Linked DNA regions of Mus musculus: region 2 is linked to region 1. A link is a contact called in public promoter capture Hi-C data. All regions are on one chromosome and are shown on one strand. Each heading gives the region's core, a stretch centred on a gene start, on an enhancer-like site or on the middle of the called end of the contact. The rest is flanking DNA. Distances are from core to core; before and after follow the strand shown. Region 1 holds the start of Wfdc11 (WAP four-disulfide core domain 11). Region 2 holds the start of Ctsa (cathepsin A).

The links. Capture Hi-C pulls out chosen DNA fragments and counts their contacts.
Region 2: a promoter capture Hi-C map of liver shows a contact between it and region 1. The contact joins the promoter of Ctsa here to the promoter of Wfdc11 in region 1. A contact is called at or near these places in 2 of 39 promoter capture datasets (erythroid cells and stem cell-derived epiblast-like cells), 1 of 115 datasets of contacts at active chromatin or transcription factors (pancreatic cancer cells) and 1 of 9 other capture datasets (liver).

What each region holds. Positions count from the first base shown.
Region 1 is chr2:164,670,000-164,675,786 of GRCm38.p6, forward strand. Wfdc11 (WAP four-disulfide core domain 11) reads right to left here and starts at 4,088. Exons shown (of 5, transcript NM_001161806.1): 1 at 4,016-4,088.
Region 2 is chr2:164,830,452-164,836,801 of GRCm38.p6, forward strand. It overlaps Ctsa (cathepsin A), which reads left to right and starts at 3,322. Exons shown (of 15, transcript NM_008906.4): 1 at 3,322-3,399; 2 at 3,579-3,757; 3 at 3,869-3,980; 4 at 4,247-4,297; 5 at 4,387-4,473; 6 at 4,705-4,860; 7 at 5,179-5,270; 8 at 5,976-6,060. The coding sequence starts at 3,346. Neurl2 (neuralized E3 ubiquitin protein ligase 2) reads right to left here and starts at 3,145. Exons shown (of 2, transcript NM_001082974.2): 1 at 2,248-3,145; 2 at 279-536. The coding sequence starts at 2,989. The coding sequence ends at 421.

The DNA.
Region 1 (5,787 bases), core at 2,838-5,337:
AGCATGACACAATGGCTCTAAGGATGCCAGCGTGGTACATATACTTTGGTGATAGCCAAAATATTTCTAATTGGACTTAAGACCCACCTAACAAAAGGGAAATCATGCCTAGCTGATTACCCAATGCTCATGAATTCGGAGGAGAACCTATGACTGCTACAAACTCGGATAATCCCTAACTACACTCCAGATGTTTCTCTTTAATAAGTGTAGTTCTCACCTCTTATAAGGGAAACTTTCCTTGCAACAAACTGAGAACATTGTTGAAAACTATAACCTATCAAAATGCAAAGCTCAGGACCTCAGTCCCAGCTGATACATCTACAACACAGCTAAGGCTGGGGGAATATCTCAGAAGAGGGCTCAGAAAGACTGTAAGAGACAGAGGGGCAGGAAGTTTGCTGAGAGAGTGTGTCTTCTAGAAATATCAGGGAAGCTACAGCCGTGAAGTCCTACAGCATGTGATCAGATAAAGAAATAAAGAAGAGGCCGTGCATATGCAGAGTGAGGTCTTATTCAGCTATAAAAATGAACCATGATGTCCACAGGGAAAGGGGAACAACCGCAAGTCATCGTGTTCAGCGAAATAAACTAGACTGAGAAAAATCTGTTCTGTGTGATTTCTCTCATGAGTGGATTCTAGATTTTAAAACCTCTTTTGTGTGTGTGTGTGTGTGTGTGTGTGTGTGTGTGTGTATTGAAACTAGTTAGGGAATCATGAGAGGGAGGATGAAATCTTAAGGAGAAGGGGGAAAGGGTTAATGTAACATGGCAACAGAAGAGGAGAGAATTCATGAAGAAGAAGTAAAGAAGGAAGGGAAACACAGAGGAGGGGCATTGCTGAGAGGAAGAGAGGAAATTAGAATAAAGTATAATGCAGGAAAGCAGCATAATTAAGATCACTACTTTATATTCCAACTTAAAAAATAAGCAAGAAAAATATCTTTAACAAAAAGATTTGAGACTCTGAAAGCTCTAGAGAGTAATAGAGAAACATTATTTCAAGATGTAGGCACAAGCAGGTGCCTGGTGCAGGTACAGGTGAGACACAGGCAGGGGTATAGTCAAGTACAAACAGAACAGGTGCAGTTGCAAGCAGGGCACGTGCAGACACAGCTGCAGGCACAGCTGCAGGCACAGGCAGCTGCAGGCACAGCTGTAGGCACAGGCAGCTGCAGGCACAGCTGCAGGCACAGGCAGGAGCTTTCTGTAAAAGGCTCTGGTATCACAGGAAATAATTTCAAGAACTGACTAATGAAATCAAGAACCTCTGCACAGGTGATGAGGGGGAAATCATTAGGGCAAAGGGGAACCTGCAGAATGGGAGGCAAGTCTTTGCCAACTAAAGCATCTGACGATGGAATGGCTCCTAAAACATCACAATCAATAGACAATTGAATGGATTGAGTGGACATTTCTCAAAATCAAAATATACACTATCTGTAAATAGTTGGAGAAACGTTCCACATTTGTGTTTGTTACTTTTCTCATTAAAGTCACAAAAATGCCAGACAGAAGCAACTCAAGAAAAGATGGCCTTATTTTGCCTCACAGTAAGAGGGACAGGTACAGGCCACCATGTTAGGGGTGGTGTGCTGCGGTAGCTATGGTTACAGGAGTATGATGTAGTTGGCCATCTGCAGTCAGAAAGCAGATAAATGCTGGCGCTCAGGTCCTTTTCTCCTCTCCCCCTTTTTAGTCAATGAAGGTCCCCATCCCATGGCCTGGTGCCACTCACACTCAGAGTAAGTCTTCCCTCCTCTGTGCGGCCTCTGTGGAGAGTCCCTCAAAGGTAGGCCTAGAGGTGTAGCTCCTGGGTGATCCAAAAGTCAATCCAGCCTGCCACTGAGACTGACAAACAAGGCATAGTCACCCAAGAAATGCAAATTAAGATTGCCCATCCCAGTCAGAATGGCTGTCACCAAGGAAATGGAGGACAAATGCTGATGATGTGGGGACAGAGAAGTCCTTAGCCAGTCTTGGTGGGAGAATAAAGTAGTCCAGCCACTGTGGGGGTCAGCGAGGAGTTCCACAGCAATTACATCAGCAGTATTGTATGAGCAAGGCGCATCACTCCTGGGAATACACCTGAAAACAATCAAGGTCAGCCTACTGCAGAGGGACTGTAGTCTCTGTGTTTGCCTGATGCACAAACCAAGATATTGGAAAACCTAGGTACCCAGCAAATGGCTGGAGGTAGCAGATGTGATGCAGACACAGCACAATTCTATTCAGCTGAAAGAATGAAAGTCTGTCCTTAAAGGAAAAGGGACAGAGCTGGAGACCATTGTGAAGTAAGCTGGCTCAGGAATATTAAACTTGGTCTCGTATGGGTGCTCTCTAGATAAATGTATATATTTAGCAATAAATATATATGTGTGTATGTAATTTATATAAAATATTTATTGTGGATACAAATTTATAAACTATGGTTATTAATTTATGTACACATAAATATAAAATATATAAATTATACATTATGACTTATAAATTATATATTTATATAAAATATTATGTAAGTTTAATACTGTTATTATATGTGTTACATATTATAATATAATGTATAATATAAGAAATATGATAATATGTAATAGATAAATGTATAGCTTATATATGGCATAAAAGCAGAAGGCATTAATGAGTGGGCGGGAAAGATCTAATGGAAGGGAGGGGAACACAAGGGAGTAATGGAGGACAGGAAGACTAAATATCACCTCTTATACACAGACTATAGATTACACTATATACACTCTCTCCTGTGTGTGTGTGTGTGTGTGAGAGAGAGAGAGAGAGAGAGAGAGAGAAGATGAAATATCTCCTTAGAGGGAGGACCAGACAAGCAAAGGGAGGAGGGATGGAGAGGACCTGGAGGACATTATCAGCAAGGCCCAGGGAGAGATGGCTCCGTGGGTAAGAACACAGGCTGCTCTTCCAGAGGACTCAGGTTGGATTCCCAGCACCCACATGGCAGCTCACAACCTTTGAAAACTCCAGTTCTAGGAGGAATCTTGCTCCCTCTTCTGACCTCCATAGGTACTGCATGCACATGGTGCATAGTCAGACAGGCAGGCTGACCACTCACAGGCATGAAAATAAAAATAAATAAATAAATCTCAAAAAAAATAAATTAAAAGAGCAAGGTACGTGCTCGGCTTGGTGGCACACACCTTTAATCCCAGCACTCAGGAAGCAGAGGCAGGCCAACCTCTGTGAGTTTGAAGCTAGTCTGATCTATGAATGGAGTTCCAGGTCAGCCAGGGCTACATAGTGAGACCCTGTCTTGAAAATAAAGAGGGTGAGGTGCAATTTTATGTATGTATGGAAGTGTCACGGAGAAAGACAGAGACTTGATTTGATTTGTTGCCCTCATTTCCAAATACTTCAGTGAGTGTCTTTTACCAAAAGGTCATTCTCTTACATGGACATGACATATTTACCAACTTCATTGGGTCGGACATTGATAAAACAGACTACGATGGCATCTACCTTCAGTAATCCACCTTCTCCGGACAGCCAGAAACCTCTCATCTCTTATGACCTTGACATCTTAAAGAGTCAACTCTTTTTTTCTTTTTTTGAGACAATGTTTCTCTGTATAGCTCTGGCTATCCTGGAATTCACCAGGCTGGCCTTGAACTCACAGAGATCCACCTGCCTCTGCCTCTGCCTCTGAGTGCTCAGATTAAAAGGCATGCACCATCACTCTGTGGCAAAGAAAAATGTTTAAACCAGGTGTTCTTAATCTGCAGGTCTCAAGCCCTTTGTGGGTCAAATGACCCTATCACAAGGGTTGCCTAAGACCATCAGAAAACACAGGTATTTACATTATGATTCATCACAGCAGCAAGATTACAGTTATGAAGTAGCAATGAGTATAATTTTATGGTTGGGGGGGTCACCACAGCTTGAGGAGGAACTGTGTTAAAAGGTCTCGCATTAGAACCTCTGGTAAGCAAGCCCCAAATCACAGTCTCTACAGAGCCAGTCACAACCCAGGGCCTCCCTCTCTACCTACCTCTCAGCCAGAGGCGCTGATAACCACTTGGCTAGTGGCGCTCTCTCCTCAGTTCCAGGACAGTGGAACCTCTGCTCACAGAGCAAGTAATGACAGGAATAAATGTCGTTCATTTAGGCTTTGATCATGCAACTTTGAAGTGAGTCAGATCTACCTCAGATCTTAAGGTGGGTACATACAGGACCTCGTGTCTGTTTCCTGCTTTTCTCCTCGCTGCAGGCAGAGTAGGTCAAGCCAGAACAAGATGCACCCACCCGACTCCCTTCCCTATCACATGCAGAAGCCTGGGTCATGTGGGTGTGAGAGAAAGGTCTATAACCCTGTTTCTCTGAAGCAGCGTGGGATGCCTTTGTAAAGTCCCATCTGCCTTTCTTCTGATGTCTCTATTGAGAGCATCATCCTAACATGTCTCTTACGGGTTTTATGCCAGTGGGGAGGAATGACTCATCCAGGAGAGATTAGAAATCAGTATGTGCCATATATATATATCAATGTAAAATCTAGACTTGGAGGCTGGACAGACAGGTCAGGGATGAAGAGCATTTATCATCTTTAGTTTTGTATTTACTGTTCTTGCTTTTCTTTTGCTGTGATAAAACACCATGACCAAAGGCAACTTATGGGAGAAATAGTTTATTTTGGTTCCCGAGAAGTAGGAATCCAGGGCAGGAGGGCAGGGCAGCAAGCAGCAGGCATGCAGGGAGGACCAAGAAGCTGAACAATCACGACGTAAGTCATGATCTAACTACGCATTAACTAGAGAGGGACAACCAGAAGTGGGCGGAGGCTAAAAACTCAGAGCATCCACTGCTCTGAGCAGTGCCACACTCCCTCCAGCAAGGCCACATCACCCCAAAAACATCACCAAACAACACCAACAACTCGGCGGGGGGGGGGGGGGGGGGAGTGTTCAAATACATGAGCTCATTGAGGACACGGTCGAAGGCCAGCTTCGACACCACAGGGTGCATGGAGGAGAGGCCCAGAGTAGAGTCAGCAATTGACCACTCAGCAGACTTCTCTGTATGTTTGGGGGGTGGAGCAAAGAGTCAACAAGCAGGCTCCGACAACTCTATTTTTTTTTCTCCCACAGTTTATCTATCCCAGCAAAATCTTTCAAGTAGTATAGAATTACAATGTGATTAGGTCTATTTTTTTTCTAGTGAATGACGATGAGAAAACAGTATGTTCCCCAAAACCTTCACAGGAACAAACATTACATAGTACAGGTAAAGAAAACACATTATTCCCAAGAGCCCATATTCATTCATAACTAAGCAACTCGTTATAGATTAACAAAGTGTGAGCGAGCAAAGAAATTTTTCTCAACATGTTTTTCTTGCTGGCAGGCAGCAATTCGCAGTTACAAGGGATCGATTATTTTATTATTTATCTTCAAAAGTAATCTTATCAAAACCTAAAAGAATCACAAATCTAAACTTTTATTTCAAAACCATTTCTAATTTACATCACAAATCTAAACTTTTATTTCAAAACCATTTCTAATTTACATCCTCAGAATGCACGTCTCCTCATCAACAAATTTTATGAAATCATACCAGGAAGCTGAAGGCAAAAAAAATGGGCACAAGAAATCCATTAACCTGATCACCGGCTCAGCTTCAGCAAAAGAGTCAAGTCAGCCAACGCTGCCATTGTTCTTGTTCCCTGACTTAAAAAAAAATCCCTAGCTTAACTAATAAACGTGTGCCTTTCTGAACTTCGCATTGCTCCCTGCGATTTCCTACATCAGAGCCACTAGCAAAAACATC
Region 2 (6,350 bases), core at 2,072-4,571, 160 kb after region 1:
TCAGCAGCCCATGTCTCAAATAAACCAAAAACCAAAAAGGAAATAACTACCATCTTTTCCCAAGCTGCCTGACATACCACAAACTAAAGGAGACTATTAAGGGGAGGGAGAAAGGACGGGGGGGGGGGGGGGGGGTATTGGCATTCATCAAGTGTCCAGATAATTAAAGAGTATGCACGCTAGGGAGCCCTGCTAGGCAGGTTCTAAAATACTTGCTCTGACCTGGTATCTCTACAAGTGGCTCTCACAGGGCTGCAGAGGCAAGGAGACCCTCCAATGCTCAGAACATCCACATCGGCTCTATTTATTTCCAGCCCTGATTGTGAGCTGTGCGACCAGCTTCAGACTAGCCACTTCTCTAGAGGCAGGGCGCACCACCGGGGACTTTGCTCTGGTGGCCACAGACAGGCGTTCATTCGTTCATTCGTACTTGCAGAAGTCCTTCAGTCCTTTGGGCAGGTGGAGCACATCAATGGCCAGCCTGTGTACCACCCTCTTCTGGATCACTAGTCGGCACAGAGTCTGCAGAGATGGCACTGTGGAGAGATGACTGTCAAAAGCAAACTGGTAGGGGTGGGGGTGGGGGGCTAACACTAGCGCTGGGGTCTGCGTCCTGGCTCCATCAACTTGGGAATCACCTTCCGCTCTCAGGCTGAGTCTGCCTGGCGGGGCTGCTTGTATAGCTGACATAACACCTCTTTCTGAGGACTTTGATCAGACCTGTTGCCATTATAACACAGCCTAACTGACCCTCCTCCCTTCACTCAGCAGCTTTCTGTCTGCTTTGCCTATGCAACCACAGCACAGTAAAATAGCAGGTTCCAGCTCAACGAATTCATGACGCACGACCAGAGGTGTAAGTGAAAGGTTCGCTGAGCGACAATGAGCTAGACCTCTTTTTTTTTTCTCAAGACAGGGTTTCTCTGTATAGCCCTGGCTGTCCTGGAAGTCACTCTGTAGACCAGGCTGGCCTCGAACTCAGAAATGCCTCTAACTCCCAAGTGCTGGGATTAAAGGTGTGTGCCACCACTGCCTGGCTAGACCTCTGATTTTAAAAGCTGTCAATCCGAGTCTCAGTCAATCCAAGGCTACTCAGAGAAACCCTGTCTCAAAAAACCAAAAAGAGCCGGGCATGGTGGCACACACCTTTAATCCCAGCATTAGGGAGGCAGAGGCAGGCGGATCTCTGAGTTCGAGGCCAGCCTGGTCTACAGAGTAAGTTCCAGGACAGCCAAGGCTAGACAGAGAAACCCTGTCTTGAAAACAAACAAACAAACAAAACAAAACAAAAAGAAAGAATTTCTCAACCTGGAGTTTGTGACAGCTCCAAACCCACATGTCCAAATCTCAGAACATTTTTCTAAGGAAAACACACAACACATAGCTGAATGTGGTTAAAGGTGGCGGCTCATGGCTAATCCCAACCATCCCCACAGGCTGAGGCAGAAAAGACTGTAAAAAGTCCATCCGGAGCCTACCTGGGCTACTTACTGAAATCCAGAGCAGCCTTGTCTCCAGAGTAAATTAGTCTCAGAAAACCAAAAATAAATAAACGCACAAAATTCTCAACAAGTCTCTGGCCTAAAATCAGTTTTAGAATCCCTGTCTTCCGGGCTGGGGCGTGCATGAGAACCTGACTTGGTTTCCAGGACAAAATTTAAAAACCACAGACTTGGGCTAGAGTGATGGCTCACTGTTAAGAGCACTGACTGCTCTTCTAGAGGTTCTGAGTTCAACTCCCAGCAACCACGTGGTTACAACCATTTGTAATGGGATCTAGTGCCCTCTTCTGATGTGTCTCAAGACAGCAACAATGTATTCCTATACATAAAATAAATATTTTTTTTTTCTGAGACAGGGTTTCTCTGTATAGCCCTGGCTGTCCTGGAACTCGCTTTGTAGACCAGGCTGGCCTCGAACTCAGAAATCCGCCTGCCTCTGCCTCCCGAGTGCTGGGATCAAAGGCGTGTGCCACCACACCCGGCAATAAATATTTTTTTAAAAGCCCACATCCACATCGTCCAAACCAAAAGGAACCTGCAGGGTGTCTCAGTCAACTAGGGGAGATGAATATACCAGGCGGGCCCACAGCCAAGGTGTGATGTGCGTAAAATCACAAGCTGGTGCCCAAGGCAGACCGTGCATCTTCAAAACTAGTTGCAAGGCCTTATTAGCTGGCTGTGGGGTCCTAGCAGGTGTCCGTCCCTACACTGAACCAGAAGGTCACTCCAGGGGTGGGATACCTACAGCCATACTCCAGCTGGACCAGACGCACGCTCTTGGTGGAAGCAAACACATCTACCACAGCGTAGAGGGGCTGAGCAGCTGGCAGCCCCCGGGCGCTAGGGCCCATGTCCTCCCCGTTGATGATGATGTGCATGTCGGCGGTCCCATCCTCACGGGGGCAGAAGAGAACACCCAAGCGGCTTCGGCGCGCTGTAGGAGGCAGCACGTTTTGTTCATAGAGCTGATCTAAGAGGTGGCTATAAAGCCCTGGCCGGCTGCGGCCCACCAGACGGTCCCGGGGAATTCGGAACTGCTCGATGCGCAGATAGGGTTCAACCAGTAGGGCTTGGGGACCACTGGGGACCGCTGCCTCCGCTTCTGGTTGACCTTCCCGGGGCACACGGTTGTGGTGGCGTGTGATAGCGAAGACCCAACTGTGGCCAAGGCTGACCAAGTCAGGCAGTGAAAACTCGGGTACAGCGGCCAGACTGGCGGGATCCAGAGCGGTCAGGCCAAGACGTAAGTGCCCGCACCAGCCCAGCTCTTTTTCCTCAATTTCCACTAGAAATACCTGGCCGGGGGCCAGGGGCTCACGACTGAAGCACACACCGTGGGCGAAACTCTCCACGCGTGTGGCTCGCGTTCCTGAGGGGTCCATGCGGATGTTGGCTCCATGCACTTGGTGGAAGCGGGTGGGAGGGGGCTCTGGGCGCGCAGGGCTCCGTGGGCCACCCAGTCCTACGTGTTCGGAGGGAGCAGCCATCTCCAAGCCGTGCAACAGGGCAGCTCATGCCAAGGGCTATTTTGGGCAGCGGGCTCAGATTGTGACCGCGGGGGCGGGGTGGATGAACCATGTAAGGCATTTCCCCCTTCTCTAACTTCCCCCAGCTCTGCCTGGGGGTCCTAGCGCCGCTTTCTCGCTTGTCACCAGTAAGGGGTCCCCAGGAGCCTGGGGAACCCTTCTGTCAACACCAAGATCACCTGATCTCTGGCACCCTGACTAATAACCTTCAGGGCCACGCACTTTGACCACTCCCGACCCTCAGGCCCACAGATTAAAAAAGTGAACAATGAGCAAACTGTCACGTGATGCAGATGCTCACGTGACCAGAGCTACACATGACTTCCAGTCCAAAGGCGCCTCCTGGAGAGCAAGGACGCAAGGAAGCAGAGGTACGGAGATGCCCAAACTGGTGGGCAGCGAAGGTGGCTCTGTGGCCCGGAGTTGGATCCGAGCGGGGGCTTCTCCCGGAGATGTGCGCCATCGTCTCCCCAGGAACTGCTGCACCGAAGCGCAAGGGATCTGGGGGGACTGGTAAACAAACATCCTCCACCGATGCTTCCTCCTGCAGATGCCCGGAACCGCGCTGTCTCCACTGCTCTTGTTGCTGCTCCTGTCCTGGGCGTCCCGGAACGAAGCAGCTCCGGACCAGGATGAAATCGATTGTCTCCCCGGCCTGGCCAAGCAGCCCTCTTTCCGGCAATACTCCGGCTACCTCAGAGCATCGGACTCCAAGCACTTCCACTACTGGTGCTTGGCTTGGCCCTAAAGTTCCTAGGAGGGCATGATAACTGGACGAGCGAATTCTAACGACCCCAGGCAGGACCTGGACTCACACCAATCCTTTCCTATCCTTCCCAGGTTTGTGGAGTCGCAGAACGACCCAAAGAACAGCCCCGTGGTGCTTTGGCTTAACGGGGGTCCCGGCTGCAGCTCGCTCGATGGGCTGCTTACAGAGCACGGCCCCTTTCTGGTGAGTTGACCACTATCCCCCTCCCCCATGAGAGAGGGCAGGAGACTAGTTAGAGACAGCTCAAGGAAAAGGCAGGAAGGGGAAGGGGAGAAGGAACCTGTGGCCTAAGTTTGCTTTCCTTAACAATTCTGTTTTATGTGGTGGCCCTTGCCCTAACTTTCCGTACCTCTCATGGAGTGTGAGAATACGGAAACGCACTGTGGCTCTTTCTCTCCACCCAGCTGCTAACCGGCACCCTCACAGGCCTCTCTGTCTTTCCTCCCCAGATCCAGCCAGATGGTGTCACCCTGGAGTACAACCCCTATGCTTGGAACCTGGTACTCCTGGAGCTGTGGGTCTCTTAGGGATGTCTGGGTACTTGAAGGGTTGGGGACCCCCTCTTCTGCTCATTCCCTCCTCCCCCTAGATTGCCAACGTGCTGTATATCGAGTCCCCAGCTGGGGTGGGCTTCTCCTACTCGGATGACAAGATGTACGTGACCAATGACACAGAGGTGAGTCTGTTGCCTGACCACCTGCCCCATTCCCCGTTTCCCCAGAGATGGCTTGATTAGGAGGAGAGCATGGCCTCAGAGTCCACTTTGAGCCCTGTCATGTGCTCTGGTAAACTCAACCAGTCCACTTCCTCTTATACAAAATAAAATGGGTTGAACTCATTATCTCTGAAGCGCTTTCTAACTTAAACGTCCTCGGGTCTCCTGACTCTTCCATCTTGGCATCCTCAGGTGGCGGAGAACAATTATGAAGCCCTTAAAGACTTCTTCCGCCTCTTTCCGGAATACAAGGACAACAAACTTTTCCTGACAGGAGAGAGCTATGCTGGCATCTACATCCCCACCTTGGCTGTACTGGTCATGCAGGATCCTAGCATGAATCTTCAGGTGCAGGGCAGCTACCTGAGGGAAGGGAGGCCCCACAGTGCTGTGACCTAGGATTAGGGAGGTCAGCCTGGCCGCTCCCTCACAGCCTACTGGCTGGCCACTGGCTACTCCGATAGCTTGCTTTGCCTCCCACCACAGGAAGCTCACCTGTCTGTCTGTCAGGGTGCCACTTCTGTTCTTTAGAGTGAATGACCTTCCCCACCCACCCACCCCCACAAACTACTCAGCTTCTAGATTGCAGGTCTGGGTTGTAGGTCAAGGGAGGCTCCCCCTCGCTCTCGCCCTTCGGATGAGCCGAGCATGCTTCGTGTTTCGCAGGGGCTGGCTGTGGGCAATGGACTTGCCTCCTATGAGCAGAACGACAACTCCCTGGTCTACTTTGCCTACTACCATGGCCTTCTGGGGAACAGGTAAAGGAAGAGGGACCGTTGGGCAATGTCTAAGGCGGGGCAGGTCATACGATCTCAGCACAGGATTCCCACTCTGGTTTATGTGTAGGCCGGAGCTGGAATTGACCAAAGGGCTTGATGCTTTAAAGGCCAAGCCTAGGGTTTAAAGAAACTAAGGCAGCTAGACATGGTGATACACACCTGTAACCTGGCACTTGAAAACGGGCAGAAGAATCCTGACTTTTAGGCTAGCCTGTGCTACATAGTGAGTTTAGTATTTGAGCCCAGGTTATGTAAAAAAAAAAACTCTCAAGAACATTTTTTTTCTACTTTTTAAAAAAGGCACTGGGAGGGCTGGCGAGATGGCTTAGTGGTTAAGAGCACCCGACTGCTCTTCTGAAGGTCCAGAGTTCAAATCCCAGCAACCACATGGTGGCTCACAACCATCCGTAATGAGATCTGACTCCCTCTTCTGGAGTGTCTGAAGATAGCTACAGTGTACTTACATATAATAAATAAATAAATCTTTTAAAAAAAAAAAAAAAAAAAAAAAGGCACTGGGAGGGGCTACTTCTATGAACTAGGGGGCAAATCGTTGGAAACTAGGTTTGGTAGCCTCCACATCTTTCCTACCTGCCTCCAGAGGTCAGGGTATGATGGGAGGGAGGCCACTGCATCTCCTAGCATCTCGAGCCAGCCTCAGCCTCAGCCCTTTCTGATCCACAGACTTTGGACTTCACTGCAGACCCACTGCTGCGCTCAGAACAAGTGTAACTTCTATGACAACAAAGACCCAGAGTGTGTAAACAATGTGAGCTCCTGCCCTTGGACCCCAGTCCTGAGAAAGGGATCCCACAAGCCCCTCCTTGGCAACCTCGCTCCCCAGCTCCATGGCTTCCCTTTATGGCAGTACTTGGGGATTGAACACGGGGCCTCATGCATGCAAGACAAGCACTCTACCAACTGGGCTATCGCTCCAGCTCATCCCGTCGGCTTTTCTGTCCCAAACCTTCCGATACTGCGGCCTCCTCTGGGAAGTCCAGTGAGGAAACTGGAGTCAAGGCTGCTTCAGCCGCTTGCTTGCCTTAAGTCACGTGGCAG